2 separate regions of the Sus scrofa genome follow, and region 1 is linked to region 2. A link is a contact called in public HiChIP or PLAC-seq data. All regions are on one chromosome and are shown on one strand. Each heading gives the region's core, a stretch centred on a gene start, on an enhancer-like site or on the middle of the called end of the contact. The rest is flanking DNA. Distances are from core to core; before and after follow the strand shown. Region 1 has its middle 13 kb from the start of FJX1. Region 2 overlaps PRR5L (proline-rich protein 5-like).

The links. HiChIP or PLAC-seq counts read pairs in DNA pulled down with a chosen protein or histone mark.
Region 1: an H3K27ac HiChIP or PLAC-seq map of alveolar macrophages shows a contact between it and region 2. The contact joins two enhancer-like sites. A contact is called at or near these places in 2 of 5 promoter capture datasets (fetal skeletal muscle and liver) and 1 of 2 datasets of contacts at active chromatin or transcription factors (alveolar macrophages).

The regions. Positions count from the first base shown.
Region 1 is chr2:25,408,853-25,412,209 of Sscrofa11.1, reverse strand. No RefSeq gene overlaps it. Among named protein-coding and RNA genes, the nearest start is that of FJX1, 13 kb to the left of the region's middle. Within about 2 kb of position 1,514, at least 15 of the 83 cell types and tissues checked have an H3K27ac peak or open chromatin away from gene starts, as enhancers often do. A contact at or near this core is called in alveolar macrophages, where this site is marked.
Region 2 is chr2:24,807,313-24,810,474 of Sscrofa11.1, reverse strand. All of the region lies in intron 1 of PRR5L (proline-rich protein 5-like), which reads left to right. Among named protein-coding and RNA genes, the nearest start is that of PRR5L, 3.7 kb to the left of the region's middle. Within about 2 kb of position 1,339, at least 8 of the 83 cell types and tissues checked have an H3K27ac peak or open chromatin away from gene starts, as enhancers often do. A contact at or near this core is called in alveolar macrophages, where this site is marked.

The DNA of each region.
Region 1 (3,357 bases), core at 265-2,764, 600 kb before region 2:
CCTTTCTCCAGCCTTTCACTGGAAGGATAGAATTTTCCTTTGAGGATCTTAACTTTGTGAAGGTCTTGGAAAGATCTAAATCCACCCACCGGCCCCACTCCCCACCTGGGGCACATTAAACCCAAATCATTTGATTACAAAGATCAGGGAGTTCCCATTGTAGCACAGTGGGTTAAGGGCCCAGCATTTCCGCTGTGGCATAGGTCACAGCCCCAGCTCAGATCCCTGGCCCAGGAATTCTATATGCCACGAATCCAGCTGGAAAAAAAAAAAAAATCACAGAGATCAGACACACAAACACAAATACACTCACCCAGTCAGAGCAGCCCCCATTTCCAGTTCACACCTATCACTCTGATTTTGATTCTCTCTTTGTTTTGGCCTCCTGGGAATTTTCCTTACATCTGTATGAGCTCAGCTATGCATTTAAAAAGATGTTTGTTATATTTTATAAAACATTTATAGGTGTTTTAGAGACAAGTTTTTTAGGTCATGCAGTTTGCCTTTTTACTGGAAACAAAGTTCACCTGAACTCTTTCTCAAACCTGCTATCAAATCCTGCTCGCAAAGAAGCTGGCCCCTACTTACAGATTAAATGCCCTCTTTGGTTATTCAGAGAGATTTCCCCACAGTGGAGACATTTTCTTTAATAGGATTTGACCTGAAATAATCCATGAAACAAGTGACCCAGGAGTCATGAACAAATTCTGTTCTGTTTGCCATTAGCAAGTTTGAGATATAAGCCAGGAAAAATGATTAAAAAGGGAAGAAGAAAGGGAAAGATTGGGAACACGAGGAAAAGGAGTGAGGAGGGATTGTTAAAAAGAATCACATGTGGCAGAGTGGCAAAGGGGCAGCCCTTGCCTCTGGAACAGCTGCCCTCAGACTGACCTTCAGCCAGGATCAGAGCCAGCAAAAGTGATGCCACGTTGCAGGCAAAAGAGCTAGTGCTTCTGCAGGTTACCTTTAGGGTTAAAGAAAGGTCAGGTATCCTCAGGGAAATTTACTTTCCATCTGCAGTCAGTTTCCTGCCTCCTCCGCAGCTCCCAACTATGTAAAATCCAGCCATTGCCAGTTGATCTTGGACCCCTTGACACTGAAGACTAGACTCTATCAACCTTGTGAAGAAAACAAAGCCTCTGCCATCACACACGAACCTCAGCCTTGCCTTTCAGTGGCAGTACATTTGGCTTCACCACTGAGTGAGCCCATCTCTAGTGACCTATTAGTAACATCAGAAATGCTAATGAAGGGAGAGGTTAAGCATCTTCGACTTCACAAGGCATCAAGCTAATAAAAGATGTCCCCCCCCCAAAGTTGCTCTGTGGCTCCCTTCTCCTCCATCTCCTTGCAAGTTGAGACCCATCCAAAGTCTCCCTGTAATATAACAGTCATGACCCAACTTCATGTAAAGTATGAAACTTCTCCAGTGCTATGATCTTGGGTGCATGACTCATACCATACGAATTATTGTCATGCCTCTAGATTTAGCAACACAGACGTTGGTGCTGCATGTGAAATCCCCGTTGGGTTATTTTCAGGAGATTACTCATGACCCAGATATGTGCCGTATATATCAGTACAGTTTTGTTGGTTATTAGACTATTGACATACTTCCAGCTAGGTTGATAAATATCTACTGCTGGGCATTCCCAGAGTGTCTCTCGCACTTTCCCACGCTCTTCAATCCTCCTGAACACCTTCCCACAATCCAGCCAATAGCAGGTTAACTTCTGGAACCACAGAAGTCTCTTGGACCAGTACTCCAGCACTAAGACTGATTAGAAGTTCTGACTGTCACTTATATAATTTTAATACCATCCCCTGAGTATAAAGTTTAATGGTACAAATTCCTAAAATGGTAGAGTTTTCATCCTATGCCCTCTCTTTAGTTCCCCTGCTTTATTCAAAGCCTTAATTTATTTGGCAAGCAGACAATGGGTGTCTATTTATTCCACAAATATTTCCTGGCTGCTTATTTTGAGTCGGGCAGCATTAGGTGGCAGGGACAGGTCAGTAAACTAGAGAGACATGTTTTCTGATCTTCTGGACTGTAGAATCTGGTGGAACAGACAGACATTAAGCAAATCATTACTATAATAAATGGGCTGACAAGAAAATACATGGCCCTATGACAGTGTTAATAGGGGACAACCTCACATTGGAGGTTGAGGGATGTGGCATTTAAATAGAGACCGGAGCGATGAGTGGAAGTCAGCCAGCATTAGAGGGGAAAAGAGGGAGTGGAGAGCATTTCAATCAGAAACAATTGCATGTGTGAGGCTCTGGGAAGAGGAGCTTGAAATGAAAAAAGGTCAGTGTGATTGGAGAGAGCCGTCCCAGAAAGAAAATTGTAGGATTTGCGGCGGGAGAGGTAGGTAGGCGCAGAGAGCAGGAGATGCATAACAGGGCCCTTGTCCCTTGGGGGTACATTCTAGCATGGTGGTAAAAGCTGGATTCTAGAGGGAGATGCTCTTGGTTCCAATGTGAGATCGTGTCTTTTTTGGCTCTGTCAGTTACTTGGGCAGTGACTTCTAATACTCTCTGATCGTGTGTTTCTTCATCTGAAAGTAGGGATACTTAGACCTATGTTTTGCTACCAAACCAAACTTGGGTCTGCTTGCTCATGTGCAATAAAGCCAATCTACTGACACCCAGGAAAGTGCAGTGTATATTGCTGGGTGCCAAGTAAGGAGTCCAGATAGCCAGTGCTTGAAAAGCCTGAACTGCTAGAAAGCTTTCAAGGAAACGTTTCTCAGACAAGGTGAGGGAGGAGGATTGTGGGGCATGTGATCAGCTCATGGCCATCCTTCTGACTGGTTGGTAGTAAGGTAACTGGGAGTCAGTATCATCAACCTTCTTGTTCCAAGTGATCTGTAGTCTCCATGCTTGTGGGCAGCATACAGTTAACTTCTTCCACCTAATGGGGTTTCAGTATCTGCAAAAAAGTTCAAAGGACATGGCTCAGAACATTACGTATAGCCCTTGAGGAGGAACTAAGCATCCTTGTCTTTGTTTAATGGCTACATTACTATTATTTTGTCGCACTTGACTGTTTTCATTCTTTCGGCCTTTTCTCACTTCTTTGATTAAATTTACTCTTTGGATCTCAGGGGAGGCCTAAGAAGCTAAAGTTTTTCTGCAGATGAGAGGCAAGCAGAGGACATGAGGAAGGGGGAGGTGTCTGTTCCAGGAAGGCCCCATAGGGCACTTCTCAGTTACACTTCCATGATTTAACACATGTAAAGCACTTAGAAAAACACCTGGTAATAGTACGAAAGCAAGAAATATCAGCAGTTGACCACTAGGACACAAGAAAGAAGTAAAGGTACAGACAGATTGTGGCCAATTTTCTAA
Region 2 (3,162 bases), core at 90-2,589:
CCCTCCCCCAGGATAACTTAATCCATGGAATCATGACAAAGGGGTGGAATAGATTCTTTTGGTGCATCGAAGCAATATTATGTTCTGAAAGCCTCATCTGAGGCAGAAGGGGATGCATCATCTTACTTTCTGTCTCCTAAGGGGTTCTTTACCTAATAAAGATCTTAAAATATAAAGATTTTTATTTTTAAGCAATTTTTTGGTTTAGTGTTTTTTTTTTTTTTTTTTTTTTTTTTTTGTCTTTTTGCCATTTCTTGGGCCACTCTCGAGGCATATGGAGGTTCTCAGGCTAGGGGTCAAATCAGAGCTGTAGCCTCCGGCCTACACCAGAGCCACAGCAACAGCAACTTGGGTCCAAGCCGCGTCTGCAACCTACACCACAGCTCACGGTAACGCCAGATCCTTAACCCACTGAGCAAGGCCAGGGATTGAACCCACAATCTCATGGTCCCTAGTCAGATTCTTTAACCACTGAGCCACGACGGGAACTCCTGGTTTAGTTTTTAATTATTTTCTTTTTTTAAAAAGTGCGATGGGAATATAGTTGAACTAACCAAGTTGTGTTAGTGTCATGCATACAACAGAGTAAATCAGTTATACCTGTACAGATACCCATTCACTTTCAGATTCTTTTCCTGAGTAGGTTATGATGAAATGTCCCTTGCCATTGCCCATCCTTGCACAATTTCCTAGGAAAAGGAGGGTGAAAAATGGGTCCGGCAGCTGATTAGAAGCTGCTCGCTAAGGCTGCGTCCAGGGTCCATTGGAGGCAGCCCAGGGTTGGGCCGGGCTGGGCTGGGCTGGGGTGCCATCGGGGGCACACAGAACTGGACTGGGATGGGCTGGGGTTGCAGCTGACTCAGACCAGGGAGGAAGGAGAGGAAGCTATTTCTGTTCATCCACTGAGCAATTGTTTAGTGAACAACTCTTATGCCCAGGGCCTTTGTGGCCGCTCTGCCAGAAAAGGGACGGGCTGTTGAAAGGGCCGTGGAAGAAGTGCGGTCCAAGCTTCTGTCCCGGTTCTCAGAGGAAGGTGAAATGCTGTAAGGAGGGTGTTTCAGGTGGAGGGAATGGAAAAGCATCATGTGATCAGAGACCAGCAGCTGGTTGGGAATGGCCAGAACTCCGAGATCGGGGGTGGGGGTGGGGGTGCAGGACTTGGGACAGGGAGAAGGGAGACGCTGGGAGCCACCACATTACACCTGAGGCTGGAGAGGGAGGCTGGACCCCGGTGAGAACCCACAGGGCTTGAAGCAGAGAAGCCGCTGGAGTGAGTCTACCTTTTAGAGAGTGAGCTCTGAGGCAGGACGGGGACCCATTGGAGCATTGGGGGGTTGGGACTCGGGGAGTTGGGCAAGGGAGGCTGAAGGGCCAAACTGCAGCCCGGGCCTCAGCAATGACAGGGAAGGGTGGTTGGGCCAGGAGAATGTGGGAGCTGAGCACGCGTGCACACACATGGGTGGAGGGGGCAGCTGGGCTGAAGACCTTTTTAACAGGAGGAAGTGGGATTATTCTTTCAACAAATACCTACCAAGGGCTAGTGCTCTCAAGGGGACACATTCCATTCCTCTCAGAGCTCACAGCCCCAGGAAAGGAGCAATTCAAATGCAATGTAGCAGAAAGACAGTAAAAGGGAATTAGGGAGGGGCTGGGGAAGTTTGGATAGGAACCAAGTACTCAGTTATTAGAGAATGATTTTTTTTTTTGGTGTTGCTCTGGTCTTATAATTTAGGTTGGAAAATACCCCTCAGCTTTTTTCCTTTTTGGAGCTACAAGTTGAAACATTTAGGGTTGAAAGGTCATGATGTCTGTAGTATACTTGGAAACAAAAGTGTGTGTGTGTGTGTGTGTGTGTGCATGTATATATGGAGAGAGAAGGGGGAGGTGGTGAAGCGTGACTTGTTGGGAGAATGTGAGAGTTCATGGACTACTCTGTCGTTCTTTTGGCTTTTGACTTTCTATGTGAAGTCGTTCCTAATAAAAATTTTAAAATGTGAAGCACCAAGTGCCTGGATGGGACGTAAGGATGCTATGGACACACAAAGAAGGGCCCCTGATTGGATTTGATGGGTGAGAGAAGCATGCCAAAGAAAATATCATCTAAGACCTGACTGATGAGAAGTCAACAGGCAGGAGGCTGGGGAAGAACTTAAGGAGGATGTTCCAGGCAGAGGGAACAGCATGTGTGAAGACCTGGTAGCCTGTGTTGCTAGAGGAACAAAAGGACATTGGATGTGAGTCTAGAATATGAAGCAAGGAGTCACCGAGAGGTGAGAAGGGAAAGGCGAGAAGGTCCTGCAGAGTTGGGTTAGGTAGGAGGGTTTGGATTTTTGTCCTGGCACTGGTATAAATGGGGAGAAAGATACCATTCATGAGTAACCAACTGTTAGTCTCCGGTAGCCACTGTTCTGAACACTTCATCTAGATGAGTTTACTTAATCCTCACTGTGTCTTTCCTAGGGACCTACAGAATTAGCATCTCTGTTTCAGAGTTTGGGCAAACTGAGGCCGAGCAGAGTTAAGTGACCTGTCCCAGGTCACAAATCCAGAGGAGCCTGGAGGAGTGGCTCTTAACCATTAGGCCACACTACCTCTTGAGTCCTGTCACTGTCCATGTGAAGAAGGAATTGGGAGGAAAGCAAGAAGGCTGCTTAGGAAGTGGTTGCACACACGAAGGCACGTGGTAATGGTGAATGAAAATTGAAAAATGAAAAATGAAAAATGAAAAATGTATCCTTGGGAGTTCCCTGTGACCTAGCAAGTTAAGAATCCAGCATTGACACTGTTGGAGCTCAGGTTACTGCTGGGGCACAGGTTTGATCCCTGGCCTGGGAACGTCTACATGTCATGGGCACAGCAAAAAAAAAAAAAAGTAAGAGTGACATGGAGAAAATGGACAGGAGAGAGTTATTTTGGAGCGACAGCAAGAAGACTTGGTGATTAAACAGTTATGCACAAGGGGAGTCCAAGATGGCGCCCAAACCCTACCCCACGGACCACCTGCCCCCTTCTTAGCCCGAACCGTGGGACAGAAAATGTCCCATGGTTGGAGAAGAGATCTCTTCCTAAGAAATGGAGAAGGTATCAGCAGATCCCTACCACCCCCTTCATCTGCGAGGAGCGGCTTCTTATACATCTGACTTGTCTTTCTCTCCTTCACCT